Linked DNA regions of Mus musculus: all the other regions are linked to region 1. Evidence: chromatin contacts called from public HiCAR-type and HiChIP or PLAC-seq data. All regions are on one chromosome and are shown on one strand. Each heading gives the region's core, a stretch centred on a gene start, on an enhancer-like site or on the middle of the called end of the contact. The rest is flanking DNA. Distances are from core to core; before and after follow the strand shown. Region 1 holds the start of Tbc1d8b (TBC1 domain family, member 8B). Region 2 holds the start of Pwwp3b (PWWP domain containing 3B). Region 3 holds the start of Trap1a (tumor rejection antigen P1A). Region 4 has its middle 57 kb from the start of Platr21. Region 5 holds the start of Platr21 (pluripotency associated transcript 21).

Region 1 (2,700 bases), core at 15-2,514:
CCTTTTACTGTGAAGAAATGGAGAAACGATGTGCCTTAATACACCTTCAAAGGGTGACTTTGCGCTAGGAAACACTCTGCCTTGGGATTTTGCTTTGTTGGTGGTGGTGATGGTTGCGTTTTTCTTCCACAAAAATAAATACTTGCTTGTGACATATACCTGCTTCGCCAGAAACCGCCCAAGTCTTGGAAGATTTAGCCTGGAGACACTCCTTGGGGCAGAGTTCACTGGCTCCAGGACTCCTAGTCTGAGTGTCCCAGTCCATTGTCTTAGCCACATGGCCCTATATCTTTATTTTGAATACCTTGCCAACTTCTCAGGACCTTTTATTTGCATTCTTTCTGTAAGCCAGTTTTCACTTTCACTCTATTCTTTTCCTGTCGGGATTGAGTTATCCTAACAACAACAATAACAACAACCAGCCCTCAAATAATTCCTCACAGCAGAACTCTTTCATTTTAGTGCGTAGGCTGTTGTGCAGCATTGTCAAGGTATCAAGAAAATAGGCTGCCCTGCCCTGCAAGGAATTTCGGGTGTTTGTTTGTTTTTTAAGGTTAAAAAAAAAAAAAAGAAATACCTAAAAAGTTGGAGTAGAGATTTTTCAGCCAGTAGTCAAATAAACAGAGGCAGCATGGGGGAAGGGATAATCGCAAGTGTGTGTGTGTGAAGAAGTGTTTTCTGAGATTTACATTCTTCTGGTATGAATGGACAGAATTTAATTTAGGCAAGGCTTTTGAATAACAAGTCTATTCACCCACTGTGAGAGCGTGGGTAAGTAACTTCGCTTGCTAGCGCTTAGCGAGCAAAGCGGAGGATCCACTTTGAAAGATTTCCCTGAGGATTACCTGAGAAATCACCTACTACCTAATAGGCGCAAAGTAAATGGAAGTTGCTGCAGGCTACTGCTTCCTGGATGGGCCATTACTCAAAAATGCCGGAAACTTTGTTTTCAACAAACTAGTCCTCTCACTATAAAAGAACTAGGAACACTGCTGTCATACACGGGGTTAGCTTATTTGAAGCAAAAAGACAAAAGAAAACCCTCTTTAACTTTACACAGGCTAAACTCACTTAACTGGTGGCGGGAGCGCCTCAAAGGCGCCCCCAACCCACCCAACTAGTAACCCAGTGCATTGTGGGAAATGTAGTCTAGGGCTATATTAGACCGGGTACGGGAAAAGTGGATAGAAAACTACAACTCCCAAGAGGAGGTGAAGCGGGGCTATTTCCCAGTCTGGCAGTAGCTCCGTGGGAGGGAGTTGGCACTCTCTCTGCCTACGTGGGAGAGAAGGCACGGTTGGGGGAAGTGTGGAAAACCTCCGGAGGCGCCGCCGCCAACGGAAGACTTGGTGGGAGGAGAAGTAGAGGGGTAAAGACAGGCTGGGAGGGTGGAGGTGAGGAGGACAAATAGGTCGCCTCCGTTCCCGAGGCGGCACAAAGTTCTTCAAGATGTGGCTGAAGCCCGAGGAAGTGCTGTTGAAAAATGCGCTGAAGCTGTGGCTGATGGAAAGATCCAACGAGTACTTTGTCCTGCAAAGGCGTCGAGGCTACGGGGAAGAAGGAGGAGGGGGACTTACAGGTAAGAGGTTGTGGCCAGCTACACCTGCGTTAGGGCTGGGTCCGCTGTCACTGAATAGGTGGCAAGGCAAACAGTTACTCGTCGCTGCCCGCTGCCTCATCTTAAACCCAGGGCGACTGACTGGGGAATTCTGCTCCCGCCACCACCTTTCCTCTGCTACCACCGCGTCCTGACTGTCTTGCACAGGACTCCCAGTTGCTCTTTGGGTCTTACCGCGATAGGAGAAGCTAAGGGGGTTTCCAGTACCTGATGGGTCGCTTCCCATGGCGAAGGGGGCTGATGGGCAGTGCAGTGCGCTAGCTAGACTAGTCCCGTTAAGACAGGCGAGGAGAGCGGGTTCGCGGGTGTGGACTTAACTTTTTTTCCAAAACCTATACAAATAATCACCACCCTAGGGAGTGAGTGCGAGTGTGTGAGGGGCATTGCTAGGACATGGGAATCCTAAGGAGAACGAAGTGCCCCAATCACACCTTGAGAGAGAGGCTGCAAGTGAGATTTGGGTCGGGGCATGGGGCTGCTTGATGCTGGGGAAGTGAAGGAGTAGCCCTCAGAATTACTCACCTCCTCTCAGTTTCGCGTCTTTTGCTATATCCAAGTTTTCAACCCTTGGAATCCCTGTATTCTTCTAAGAGTACATTTCTCTCCAGTGAGTTTGGCTCTGCCCCTTCTTTCAAAGATGTGTAAACCAAACCAATTAAACAAGAAGGAGACTCAACTCTTCTAAGCCAGTCTCCCACAGTTGTTAATCTTAATTCAAAACTGGTCCATGTCTGAAGATTACAAAGAAGGCTGTTTTTAGATCCTTAGTCTTCCATAGGGGCTTTTTACAAATTTGGACCTTGGAGAGACAAGAGCTGTTTTTCATGGTAATTCTTAGTTTGGTATTAGGGCTTTGAAGTGGTGGAGCAGCTTAATTTGGGGAGGGTGATGTAGAGGGAAGAAGCAAAAATCTGACCACCTGAATTTTGATCATATCCTTACCTCTTGCCTGTTGGATGGCATTGATCAAATTCTTTCATATATGCAATCTTTTTTTTTTATGGTGGGTTTAAACTGCTTTTCTCTTCTGAGATTCTTTTTTTATTGATCATTTTATTTGTTTACATTTCAAATGTTATCCC
Region 2 (2,700 bases), core at 191-2,690, 470 kb before region 1:
TTACATTGCAAAGCATATCTCTATTTCTTGGTGACTGTTGAATTTGGCTTCTTATGGTCTTAACTAATTTTGTTTGCTCTTTTGAAAGCCTCTCACCATTGAGCTCCCATGGATCTCCCTAGTAACGTGATTGAGTCCAAAATATACACCACCATGCTTCAGGGTCACAATACTTATTATAGTTTATATTTTTTATTGAAAATACATTTTTTTCGTACAATGTATTCTGACCACAGCTTCCTCTCTCCCAAGTCCTCCCAGATCCTCCCCACCTCCCACCCACCCAACTCCAGGCCCTTTCTCTCTCAGTCCCTTTAGAGAGAAAAAAAGGCCTTCACCCTAACTGACTAGTTTACTGTTGATGCATATATTTCTTTCTAATTTCAGTATAATCGGACATGGATGGATTTTCTTTAGAAATTACATTATTAGGTGACGCAGTCAAGTCACCTGTAACCGCACTGGCAAGACAGGGGCAGGGAGAGAGTGAATTTAAGGTCAGTCTATACAGCATGGAGGATCTCAAACTCACAAAAGAAAAAAAAAATGAGAGATGGAGAGAGGGAAGGAGGAAGGAAGGGGAGGGAGGGAGAAGGGAAGGAGAAACAAGTAGAAAAGATGACCGGCAAAGCAACAACAACAACAGCTACAAAAAAAAAAAAAAAAAAAAAAAAAACAAGGAACAGGCAAAACCCCTCTGAGGGATGTTTTAACTACATCATTATTATACGGCAGCCTCTTTATCTTTTCTTTGCCTTCAGAAGTCACTCATCTAAGTGGATGCTCACAGTCATCTATAAAATGGAACACACTGCCCCCAATGGAGGAACTAGAGAAAGTACCCAAGGAGCTAAAGGGATCTGCAACCCTATAGGTGGAACAACAATATGAACTAACCAGTACCCTGGAGCTCTTGACTCTAACTGTATATGTATCAAAAGATGGCCTAGTCGGCCATCACTGGAAAGAGAGGCCCATTGGACTTGCAAACTTTATATGCCCCAGTACAGGGGAACGCCAGGGCCAAGAATTAGGAGTGGGTTGGTATGGGAGCATGGCAGAGGGAGGGTATAGGGAACTTTTGGGATACCATTTGAAATGTATATATATATATAAAGAAAATATCTAATATATAAATAAATAAAAATGCCAGAAAAAAAAGTCACTCATCTTACCATCATATGTGTTTGAATGGAAATTGAAGGTATGTTTGGGGCCCACAAAGTACAAAGCTCTTTAAAAAGAAAACTTGCCTTCTCATGAGCTGGGCATTGATTTTGTACTTTTTTTCCCCCCTGAGCATCAGGAGCCCTCCTGTCCTCCACCCCCTCCCACCCAAAAAGGGGCGGAGCATCCGGGGCGGAGGGGAAGGCGGGAACGCACGAGGTGGGCGGGGCGGAGCTGCTCTTATACTGGCTCGCGGAGGTCCGCGGGCCACTCGCTCGCGGCTCGCACCCAACTGACTGTTGCTTCGTGAGGGAGAGACTGCCTAAGGGAGAGCCTCTCTGGTGGCCGAGGGGCGGCGGCGGCGGCGGCAGCGGCGGCCGCGACAGGCGCCAGAGGCTGCGTCTTCAGGCCTGTCCGGGAGAATTGTTGCAGAATTCGGTGTGAAAGGTGAGAAAAGTCGGGGCTGCGGGGTGAAAGTAAGGAAAAGGGGTGTCGCTTTGTGCCGGTTGCCTCGGTGAGAGAAATGATAACTGAGCTTTGTATTCCAGATTGTTCTTTTAAAAGTCTAATGGGAGAGAGGTGGCGATCATGTTACACCTGAGGAAAAATAATTCTTCGCGAGGTCGCAAACACTAACTTTTGAATGGATCATTTGGTATTTTAGTCAAAAAGCCGTAGTGGCTGTGCTGTTTCGGAAAAAAAAATCTCCGCGAATTAATCTTTCTTATTTTGAAACAAAAGTTTTGATGTCGTAAATGAAAATTTACAGTCTTTGGGATGCTGGCTTACTTTCTATGTGTTGTGTTTGCCACAGATACTAATGTTTTGGTGAATTTTGATCAAAAGTATACAGTGAAGTACAATTTGCAGATTCAAGTGCCTCAGGAAGCTAGGAATGTGGTTATTTTTGTCAAAGAATAGATACTCAGTGTTCTAAAAGATAACAAAGTTTTAATTATATGTAAAAGGTGATCTCTTTCTACATCTCTGCTTACCTATCAAGAGGATGAATCCTGAATGGCATAAAATATAAAAGGTAAGAGAGGCTGGCATGGGGGTGGTAAAAGCCTGGACTCCCAGTGCTTGAAGGATGGGGGTGGGGGGTGGGGGGTGGGCTGGATGATCAGCAGTTAAAAGCCAGCTTCCGATACTTAGTCCAGGCTACACTAGGCCTTGTCTTAAAACCAAACCCTGAGAGGTCATAAAAGCAATAAATATTCATTACAATAAACAGAATAAATGGTACATCTAATAAGAAACGATGCCTCATATTAAAGAACATCTAAGACAGTGCCCGATGTATTTCCTTGCTTCACTGAGCATGCAGTACCTACATTGGCCTAAACTAACTGAAGAGAGAACTTAAAACCACAGTGGGAAAAGCTACTCGGGAACTATCTATGAGGATTGAATAAATGTAATTTCAAGAAGTGCATTAAAGTGTTCATGTGACGAAAGAATACAATGAAAAGTAGTAAACAACACAGGCAGAGCGTACTGAAGACGCAGGGTTTTGTTATAGGCGCTAAGGAC
Region 3 (2,700 bases), core at 31-2,530, 350 kb before region 1:
AGCTACACAGAGAAAGCCTGTCTCGAAAAACCAAAAAAAAAAAAAAAAAAAAAAAGTCAACCATGTCATGTTTCCCTTTCTGGTTTCAGGATTCTCCTAAAAAGACACACACACACACACACACACACACACACACACACACACACACACACACACAAACACACACAATCTAGACCATGTAAAACATGTACATATGTACCATACTAAACATAGTACGTCATTAATAATGTACAGTAAAAACAAACTCTCAAATTCAAGGCTATTTGTGTCCCGGAAGAAAAATAGTCCATAATTATACATTTGACTTTGGCTTTTTTAGTGTTCTTATTTGAAACTGGAGCCCTTAAATAGAGCTCCCTTCAACCAAAGTTAAAACATAGCATGCGCGCGCACACACTGCAATGGTGGCAAGCCTTTCTGTCACAGTCCCCTGGAGACTACTTCTGTACAGACTTTTGCCACCCCTCTCGCGCCTCCTGCAATCCCCTGACCTGTGGGTTTCTCCTGCTTTGTCCACTATTACGGTTCTATCCTATGTGGCTTGTGTGCCGAAACTGATGGAGGTGAAGGATGAAACTGGACCACAAATCACTTGCAGCAGCCCTGGTTCCTCTGGAGTAGCAGACTAGCGTATTAGTCTTCATGATTTTTGCAGAATGGTGGCCACGAACAGTTTTTTTGTTTGTTTGGTTTTGTTTGTTTGGTTTTGTTTGTTTGTTTGTTTGTTTGTTTGTTTTTCGAGACAGGGTTTCTCTGTATATCCCTGGCTGTCCTGGAACTCACTCTGTAGACCAGGCTGGCCTCGAACTCAGAAATCCACCTGCCTCTGCCTCCCGAGTGCTGGGATTAAGTGCGCCACCACGCCTGGCTCCCACGAACAGTTTTAGTACTGTTAATCCTTACGAATGGCCATTCTCTCTCGGGTGTGAAGTTTGGAGATCGCTTATAACATATTGCTATGTTTCTCATGTTAAAAGCCTGTGTACGGTTTGTTACAAGTTGTCCCTAAGAAACTATGCAAAACACGCCGATCTCTGTACCAAATAATCGGCTATGCTGTAACACTGTACACTGTAAGACAGTTCCGTTACCACAGGAGAATGAAAAGAACCCGGGACTCCCAAAGACGCTAGATGTGTGAAGATCCTGATCACTCATTGGGTGTCTGAGTTCTGCGATATTCATCCCTCAGCCAATGAGCTTACTGTTCTCGTGGGGGGTTTGTGAGCCTTGGGTAGGAAGTTTTGCAAGTTCCGCCTACAGCTCTAGCTTGTGAATTTGTACCCTTTCACGTAAAAAAGTAGTCCAGAGTTTACTACACCCTCCCTCCCCCCTCCCACCTCGTGCTGTGCTGAGTTTAGAAGTCTTCCTTATAGAAGTCTTCCGTATAGAACTCTTCCGGAGGAAGGAGGGAGGACCCCCCCCCTTTGCTCTCCCAGCATGCATTGTGTCAACGCCATTGCACTGAGCTGGTCGAAGAAGTAAGCCGCTAGCTTGCGACTCTACTCTTATCTTAACTTAGCTCGGCTTCCTGCTGGTACCCTTTGTGCCATGTCTGATAACAAGAAGCCAGACAAAGCCCACAGTGGCTCAGGTGGTGACGGTGATGGGAATAGGTGCAATTTATTGCACCGGTACTCCCTGGAAGAAATTCTGCCTTATCTAGGGTGGCTGGTCTTCGCTGTTGTCACAACAAGTTTTCTGGCGCTCCAGATGTTCATAGACGCCCTTTATGAGGAGCAGTATGAAAGGGATGTGGCCTGGATAGCCAGGCAAAGCAAGCGCATGTCCTCTGTCGATGAGGATGAAGACGATGAGGATGATGAGGATGACTACTACGACGACGAGGACGACGACGACGATGCCTTCTATGATGATGAGGATGATGAGGAAGAAGAATTGGAGAACCTGATGGATGATGAATCAGAAGATGAGGCCGAAGAAGAGATGAGCGTGGAAATGGGTGCCGGAGCTGAGGAAATGGGTGCTGGCGCTAACTGTGCCTGTGAGTAACCCGTGGTCTTTACTCTAGATTCAGGTGGGGTGCATTCTTTACTCTTGCCCACATCTGTAGTAAAGACCACATTTTGGTTGGGGGTCATTGCTGGAGCCATTCCTGGCTCTCCTGTCCACGCCTATCCCCGCTCCTCCCATCCCCCAGTCCTTGCTCCGCTCTCTTCCCTTTTCCCACCTTGCCTCTGGAGCTTCAGTCCATCCTGCTCTGCTCCCTTTCCCCTTTGCTCTCCTTGCTCCCCTCCCCCTCGGCTCAACTTTTCGTGCCTTCTGCTCTCTGATCCCCACCCTCTTCAGGCTTCCCCATTTGCTCCTCTCCCGAAACCCTCCCCTTCCTGTTCCCCTTTTCGCGCCTTTTCTTTCCTGCTCCCCTCCCCCTCCCTATTTACCTTTCACCAGCTTTGCTCTCCCTGCTCCCCTCCCCCTTTTGCACCTTTTCTTTTCCTGCTCCCCTCCCCCTCCCCTCCCTGTTTACCCTTCACCGCTTTTCCTCTACCTGCTTCCCTCCCCCTTGCTGCTCCCTCCCTATTTGCATTTTCGGGTGCTCCCCCCTCCCCCTCCCTCCCTATTTGCATTTTCGGGTGCTCCTCCCTCCCCCTCCCCAGGCCTTTTTTTTTTTGGTTTTTCGAGACAGGGTTTCTCTTTGTATCCCTGGCTGTCCTGGCACTCACTCTGTAGACCAGGCTG
Region 4 (2,700 bases), core at 201-2,700, 270 kb before region 1:
AGGGTGGGAGGGACTTGGGAGGAAGAGAAGAGGGGGAGGGGAAAAAGAAGGGAAGAATCAGGTATGGGAGGAGATGTACAGAGGTTCAGGAAATTGAACAGAGGTGTGTAGCAATGGGGGATGGGGAGCTGGGGGTAAAAACCAGAAAGTCCCAGATGCCAGGGAAGCAAGAGCCTCCCAGAACCCCACAGGGATAACATTAGCTGAAATACCCCACAAATGGAAGGGAGAACCTGTTGAGACCATATCCAGAGGTTAGGCATGGACCCCAATGGAGGGATGGGGCAACCCACCCATCTCCAAAATATCAACCCAAAATTGCTCCTGTTTAAAGGAAATACAGGGACAAAGAGTGGAGCAGAGACTGAAGGAAAGGCCATCCAGAGACTGTCCCACCTGGGGATCCATCCCATATGCAGACACCAAACCCAGACTCTATTGCAGATGCCAAGAAGTGCTTGCTGACAGGAGCCTGATATAGCTGTCTCCTGAGAGGCCCTGCCAATACAGAAGTGGATGCTCACAGCCAACCATTGGAAAGAGAATGGGTCCCCAATGGAGGAGTTCGGGGAAGGACTGAAGAAGCTGAAAGGGTTTGCAACCCCATAGAAGGAACAAAAATATCAACCAATCAGAGCTCCCAGAGCTCCCAGGCACCAAACCACCAACCAAAGAGTGTACATGGAGGGAGCCATGACTCCAGCCACATATGTAGCAGAGGATGGCCATGTTGGGCATCAATGGGAGAAGAGGCCCTTGGTTCTGTGAAGGCTCAATGCCCTAGTGTAGGGGAATTCAAGGGTGGTGAGGCAGAATTGTGTGAGGGAGTGGGGGAGCACCCTCATAAAGGCAGTGAAGGGGGGGATGGGATAGGAGGTTTCAGGGGGTGGACCAGGAAAGGGGATAACATTTGAAATGTAAATAAATAAAATATCCAATTAAAATAATAAACAACCAAAAAGTAAATTTAAAAAATCCTTTTCTCCCCACATGGTGGTCGTGGTGTTTTATCACAGCAATAGTAACCCTTTAACAACCTTCAAATTTACAGTTCACTCTTATTAAGTCAAACCATTTTTGTTACTGTGATTTTCAATTCCAGAAGTTCTGTTTTCCTTCTCTGTCTTTATTGAGACAGATTCCATCTATGTAGCCCTTGATGGCCTCCAAATCTGATCTCCCTGCCTAAGGTCCTTAAGTAATAAAGCAATTGATATATTTCATCACACCCAAAGTATTTTGCTTGCTTTTTATGAATTTATTTGTTTTGTTCTGTTTTCTTAAATTATGTCCACTTCTTGGTACTGCTTGTTTGGAGAGAGATTTTTGTAACATTTAACAGAGCTTCCTTCAGTGCTTCAAACTTTTGTAAAGTAGGTGATTTAAACGCCTTGGTGATCTAGTGTCTGGCTTGAGCAGGAACACTTCCTGTTGTTTGTATTGTGAGTCATACTTATTTTGGGGCTATTTGTGCTTTCTGTGGTTTTGTTTTGTTAAGCTTTTAAATAATGCAAGAGTAGACATAAGCTTCCTTTGGATCCATTGTCCTGGTTTATGCTTCTGACATTTGCTTGTGTAGTAAGCTTGCTCAAATGACTCCTGTTACTACTATCCTGTCATCTGTGCCATTGAAGTCTCTTCTGAAATACTGGCCAGCTAATAATTGGAAGCATTTTGTTCAACGTTCTATACCAATAAATATGCCAGCTCTTACCCAGGTACTTGATCTTTGAGTATATCTTGGAATACTTTCTGTGGTCAGTCAGGCAGTTTTCAGCCCTTAGTTTCTTTTCATGCAGAACACTGGAATCTTTATTTTGCCTTAAACACTGTTAATTACATATTTTTTTTTGTGTGTGGGGGGGGTGGTGGTTGGTTTTTCGAGACAGGGTTTCTCTGTATAGCCCTGGCTGTCCTGGAACTCACTTTGTAGACCAGGCTGTCCTTGAACTCAGAAATCTGCCTGCCTCTGCCTCCCGAGTGCTGGGATCAAAGGCGTGTGCCACCATGCCCGGCTAGTTACATATTTTAATCATAAATATATTATCATAAAAATTTAAGTTACAAGAGGAATTAAAAGGTATCTTGCTTTACTCAGTGTGTGTGTGTGTGGGTGGCATAAAATAACTATCTGGAAGCTTGGCATGTTTGTCCTGTTCCAGGATGCAGCAGCATTCCTTAGGTCGAGATGGTAATCAGGATCATGTTGTCCCAAGGACATGTAGACTCCTTTCTGTGACTGATCATCCTCGACGACGAAGACATTGAAGTCACTGGGTAGTAACTGCAGCTTCAAGTTTACTATAAACTAGCACCTGTCAGTTAACGGAAGCACTCCTACTAGGACCCAGAGCATCTAATATCCAAGGCTTAAAGTTTGAAGGCGTGTGACAAAGGCGTCTGTGACTGGATTATAGAGACTGGGAGAAAAGGGAGTCATTACAGTCTCCAAGGAATGAATGGGCTTGGTATCACCTAACATTTGGCTCAGGGGTCAAGCCTCTGACACCATACAAATAACTATGCTATTTAATATATTTTTTCATGGAAGAGAAGGGAGTCTTTTCAAACTGATCTGCAAAGCAGCCCGAAAGAGTGAAGGAAGGAAACTGATGTTGGTGTTTACTGTAATCAGGGACATGGTGGGAATTCTAATGTGTGGGCAGGGAGTCATGTGGCTTAAATGTCCTACTAATGTTC
Region 5 (2,700 bases), core at 168-2,667, 330 kb before region 1:
CCTTCAAGACTATTGCAGCCCCCAATGATGCTGGTCTCTTTCACCACTGCTAATTCTTCAGCTCTAGCTAACCAGCATTGATTGACTCTGTATAGCCAGGGTTTCACTTTAATGGATCTGGTCTCTCATTGACCACAGCAAATTCTTAAGCCCTGTTTGATCCGAAACACAGATTCTTAATGCTCAAAACATCAGACATAGCTGATAGTATTTAAGGAACTCTTACACTTCCCTCTGAAACTTCACAGACCTTGCCTCCATCATCTGTACTACTCCCAGCATCTTCTAAGTTCCCACCAAATAGCAGCTCATTAAACATTGAGCAGTCAGAGGTTTTTCTAGGGTCGAAAGAATGTGTGCCCAAGTGCCTGTCCTATAGTGCATAACAAGTAGAGAAGAAAACTCTGGCTTGAGAATGTACCCTACGTATCTAGATCTGCATGTTATGTTCCTTTTACACACAAACTTTTGGCTTGGTACCTTCACAAGGAGCAGAGAAAGGACTAAAAACCTGTACATATGAAAGCGGAGGGATGGGTGAAGCAAAAAGCCTAAAGACTGGATGTCTCTGGGTTGCTCCACTCACTCTGCAGGTGCGGAGGCACCTGGGGAGTGTGGCCGGTCAGGTTATTGAGTGAAATATTTTACATTGTTAGCTCAATGGCCTCAAAAGGCTCTGGCTAATAGAAGAGTTGAAATCTGCTCTCAGATGGAAACCACATCCTGTCAGCACCTGTCTAGACCCCGTGAACCACAGCCTCATTTGCAGCCTTGATTTTACTTGAACGTGGGAGCTGCCAATCATCAGGAAATGCCCTATGCTCAGAACATAGCAATGTCTCAAGCAGCAGACAGCATCTCAGGCATCAACTTCCAGGGGCCTCCTGCAGACATGTAGCCCAGCCCAGTCTGTCAGAAGCACATACACCCTTCTTACCTCTCCCACTGCTGAAGCAAGTAGAAGCAGCAGCAATCGGGCAGAATGGATGTTCCCACACATGTTTTTTTTTTCCCCCAGAGGCTGGAAAACAGTGATTCGGTGCATGCATGTTACCAGACAGGATACGGTGTTAAAGGATACACATTCTAAAAAGTAAACAGGGAGGAAGCAGCCAGGTGGGAGCCTCAGAGAAACGCACTGATTCAACTCCCTAAAGAGCATAACATGAAGTCAAAAGGAGCAAATTCTCCAGAGTGGTGGGCTCTTCCTTCCAGGGGTACCCGATTCATTTAAGAAAAGCAGCCTACTCACAGTGACCTTCTGAGCTGAGCCACACTGTTTATGTTCTCTGCTCAAAGCCACATCGCCTTATCTTGATGGTATGAAGTGCCAATTCCACCTAAGCCTTGTTCTTGCACATCTGTTCCCAGGGCTGAATATGTGGCACAAGGTGCAGAAAGAGCATCTTACTCACATTGCAGAAATGGATGATGTTTATTCAGTAAAAGCGATCTCAGATTCTTAAGGGGGCAGGGCTGTCTTCGCAAAGACCTGTTTTCAGTGAATTAGCATTTTACTAATCAATGGTTTCTAGTCTGGAAATGTCGAAGATAATGTCATATGTGCATACTCAGTGATAGTGCGAGGGAGCTGGCTTTTTCCCGAGTTCCCTGATTTATGCACTCCAAATATCCAAGATTATTATGAGTACCGTTTTCTTCCAAAGAGCAGCTTGTGAGATCACTAAGAGCCTGCACTGTGTGAAAATCTGCTGTACCCTTGTCCATCTACCTATTTTGTTATTGGTTCATGTTCACTTTGGGTGAGCCTTATACGAACATGTTCTTCATTATTTTTAACATAAAATTTTATTTTTAATAATTCCAAAGTGAGGAGGCTGGGAAGATGGCTCAGTGGGTAAAAGGACTTACAGTACGAATGTGAAGACCTGAGTTTGATCCCCGTCATGCATGCAAAATCCAGGCATGGTTATATATGCCTGTAATCCCAGTGTTGGGACCTTGAAGCCAAGTGAATCTGAGAGATTGCTGGCCAGCTAGCTTGGCCAAATCCATAAACCAAAGGTTCAGTGAGAGACTGTCTGTCAAGAAATAGAACAGAGGATGGTAAGGCAGGACACCTAACATTCTCCTCTGGCTTCCACACACAGGTGGGAACAAGCCGGCGCGCGGACACACACACACACACACACACACACACACACAAACATGTAAGCATCACACACACACAAATATTCTAAAGTGAGTACTTGAAGGCCTTGGTTCAGTATCCTCTTGCTATTATAAAATACTTGCCCTGACCGTGGGGAAACTCCCTCGCAGATACCATGACTGGATGGCTCTTCCCAGCTTTTCATAAAATGGAGGACTCCCTTTTGCAGCAGAGAGTCCCTTGTCTGGGGAGCCTAACCCCACACAGCCTCTCCCGCCGGCTGCCAAGGAACCGACCTACAAACTAACCCCTCCCCCATAAGAACCCACCCAGCAGGTACCTGAGATTCCTGAAATGCCTCTCCATGCAAATGAGACAATTCACAGAACTTGAAACTCCAGCCAAGGAGTTTCATTTACCCTGTGAACTCCTTTCCACTCTCCAAAGTCGATATAGAGCCCTGTTCCACCCCCAAATAAAGGCTATGCGTACAAGCCTGCCCCAGATACAGGTATGCACACAAGACTGTCTTAAGAGAGCTGTTTCATTGAAAACCTTGGCAGAAGGCTTTCTTTCTCCACTCGCGC

The links. HiCAR-type assays count read pairs that join an accessible place to other places. HiChIP or PLAC-seq counts read pairs in DNA pulled down with a chosen protein or histone mark.
Region 2: a contact with region 1 is called in a HiCAR-type map of astrocytes, with 2.5 times the contacts expected there. The contact joins the promoter of Pwwp3b here to the promoter of Tbc1d8b in region 1. A contact is called at or near these places in 8 of 39 promoter capture datasets (the 3T3-L1 cell line, 3T3-L1-derived adipocytes, the SN4741 cell line and 4 more), 2 of 484 Hi-C or Micro-C datasets (myocytes and nephron progenitors), 2 of 115 datasets of contacts at active chromatin or transcription factors (astrocytes and extraembryonic endoderm stem cells) and 1 of 9 other capture datasets (adipose tissue).
Region 3: a HiCAR-type map of embryonic stem cells shows a contact between it and region 1, with 4 times the contacts expected there. The contact joins the promoter of Trap1a here to the promoter of Tbc1d8b in region 1. A contact is called at or near these places in 2 of 39 promoter capture datasets (cranial neural crest and hippocampal neurons), 1 of 115 datasets of contacts at active chromatin or transcription factors (embryonic stem cells) and 1 of 9 other capture datasets (pancreatic islet).
Region 4: a contact with region 1 is called in an H3K4me3 HiChIP or PLAC-seq map of bone marrow-derived macrophages, with 7 times the contacts expected there. The contact joins the enhancer-like site here to the promoter of Tbc1d8b in region 1. A contact is called at or near these places in 15 of 39 promoter capture datasets (the 3T3-L1 cell line, 3T3-L1-derived adipocytes, the C10 cell line and 10 more), 23 of 484 Hi-C or Micro-C datasets (B cells, the G1E-ER4 cell line, the MC3T3-E1 cell line and 14 more), 9 of 115 datasets of contacts at active chromatin or transcription factors (bone marrow-derived macrophages, cardiomyocytes, embryonic fibroblasts and 5 more) and 5 of 9 other capture datasets (adipose tissue, embryonic stem cells, liver and 2 more).
Region 5: an H3K27ac HiChIP or PLAC-seq map of embryonic stem cells shows a contact between it and region 1, with 3 times the contacts expected there. The contact joins the promoter of Platr21 here to the promoter of Tbc1d8b in region 1. A contact is called at or near these places in 4 of 39 promoter capture datasets (the 3T3-L1 cell line, cranial neural crest, hippocampal neurons and 1 more), 2 of 484 Hi-C or Micro-C datasets (the 3T3-L1 cell line and 3T3-L1-derived adipocytes), 3 of 115 datasets of contacts at active chromatin or transcription factors (embryonic stem cells and stem cell-derived neural progenitor cells) and 1 of 9 other capture datasets (pancreatic islet).

The regions. Positions count from the first base shown.
Region 1 is chrX:139,683,732-139,686,431 of GRCm38.p6, forward strand. Tbc1d8b (TBC1 domain family, member 8B) reads left to right here and starts at 1,265. Exons shown (of 21, transcript NM_001081499.2): 1 at 1,265-1,579. The coding sequence starts at 1,450.
Region 2 is chrX:139,208,604-139,211,303 of GRCm38.p6, forward strand. Pwwp3b (PWWP domain containing 3B) reads left to right here and starts at 1,441. Exons shown (of 7, transcript NM_001164630.1): 1 at 1,441-1,614; 2 at 2,136-2,203.
Region 3 is chrX:139,332,403-139,335,102 of GRCm38.p6, forward strand. Trap1a (tumor rejection antigen P1A) reads left to right here and starts at 1,281. Exons shown (of 3, transcript NM_011635.2): 1 at 1,281-2,005. The coding sequence starts at 1,552. The region is part of intron 3 of Platr21 (pluripotency associated transcript 21); the gene reads right to left.
Region 4 is chrX:139,412,006-139,414,705 of GRCm38.p6, forward strand. No RefSeq gene overlaps it. Among named protein-coding and RNA genes, the nearest start is that of Platr21, 57 kb to the left of the region's middle. Within about 2 kb of position 1,451, at least 6 of the 459 cell types and tissues checked have an H3K27ac peak or open chromatin away from gene starts, as enhancers often do. A contact at or near this core is called in bone marrow-derived macrophages, where this site is marked.
Region 5 is chrX:139,355,353-139,358,052 of GRCm38.p6, forward strand. It overlaps Platr21 (pluripotency associated transcript 21), which reads right to left and starts at 1,418. Exons shown (of 20, transcript NR_045455.1): 1 at 1,253-1,418; 2 at 938-1,021.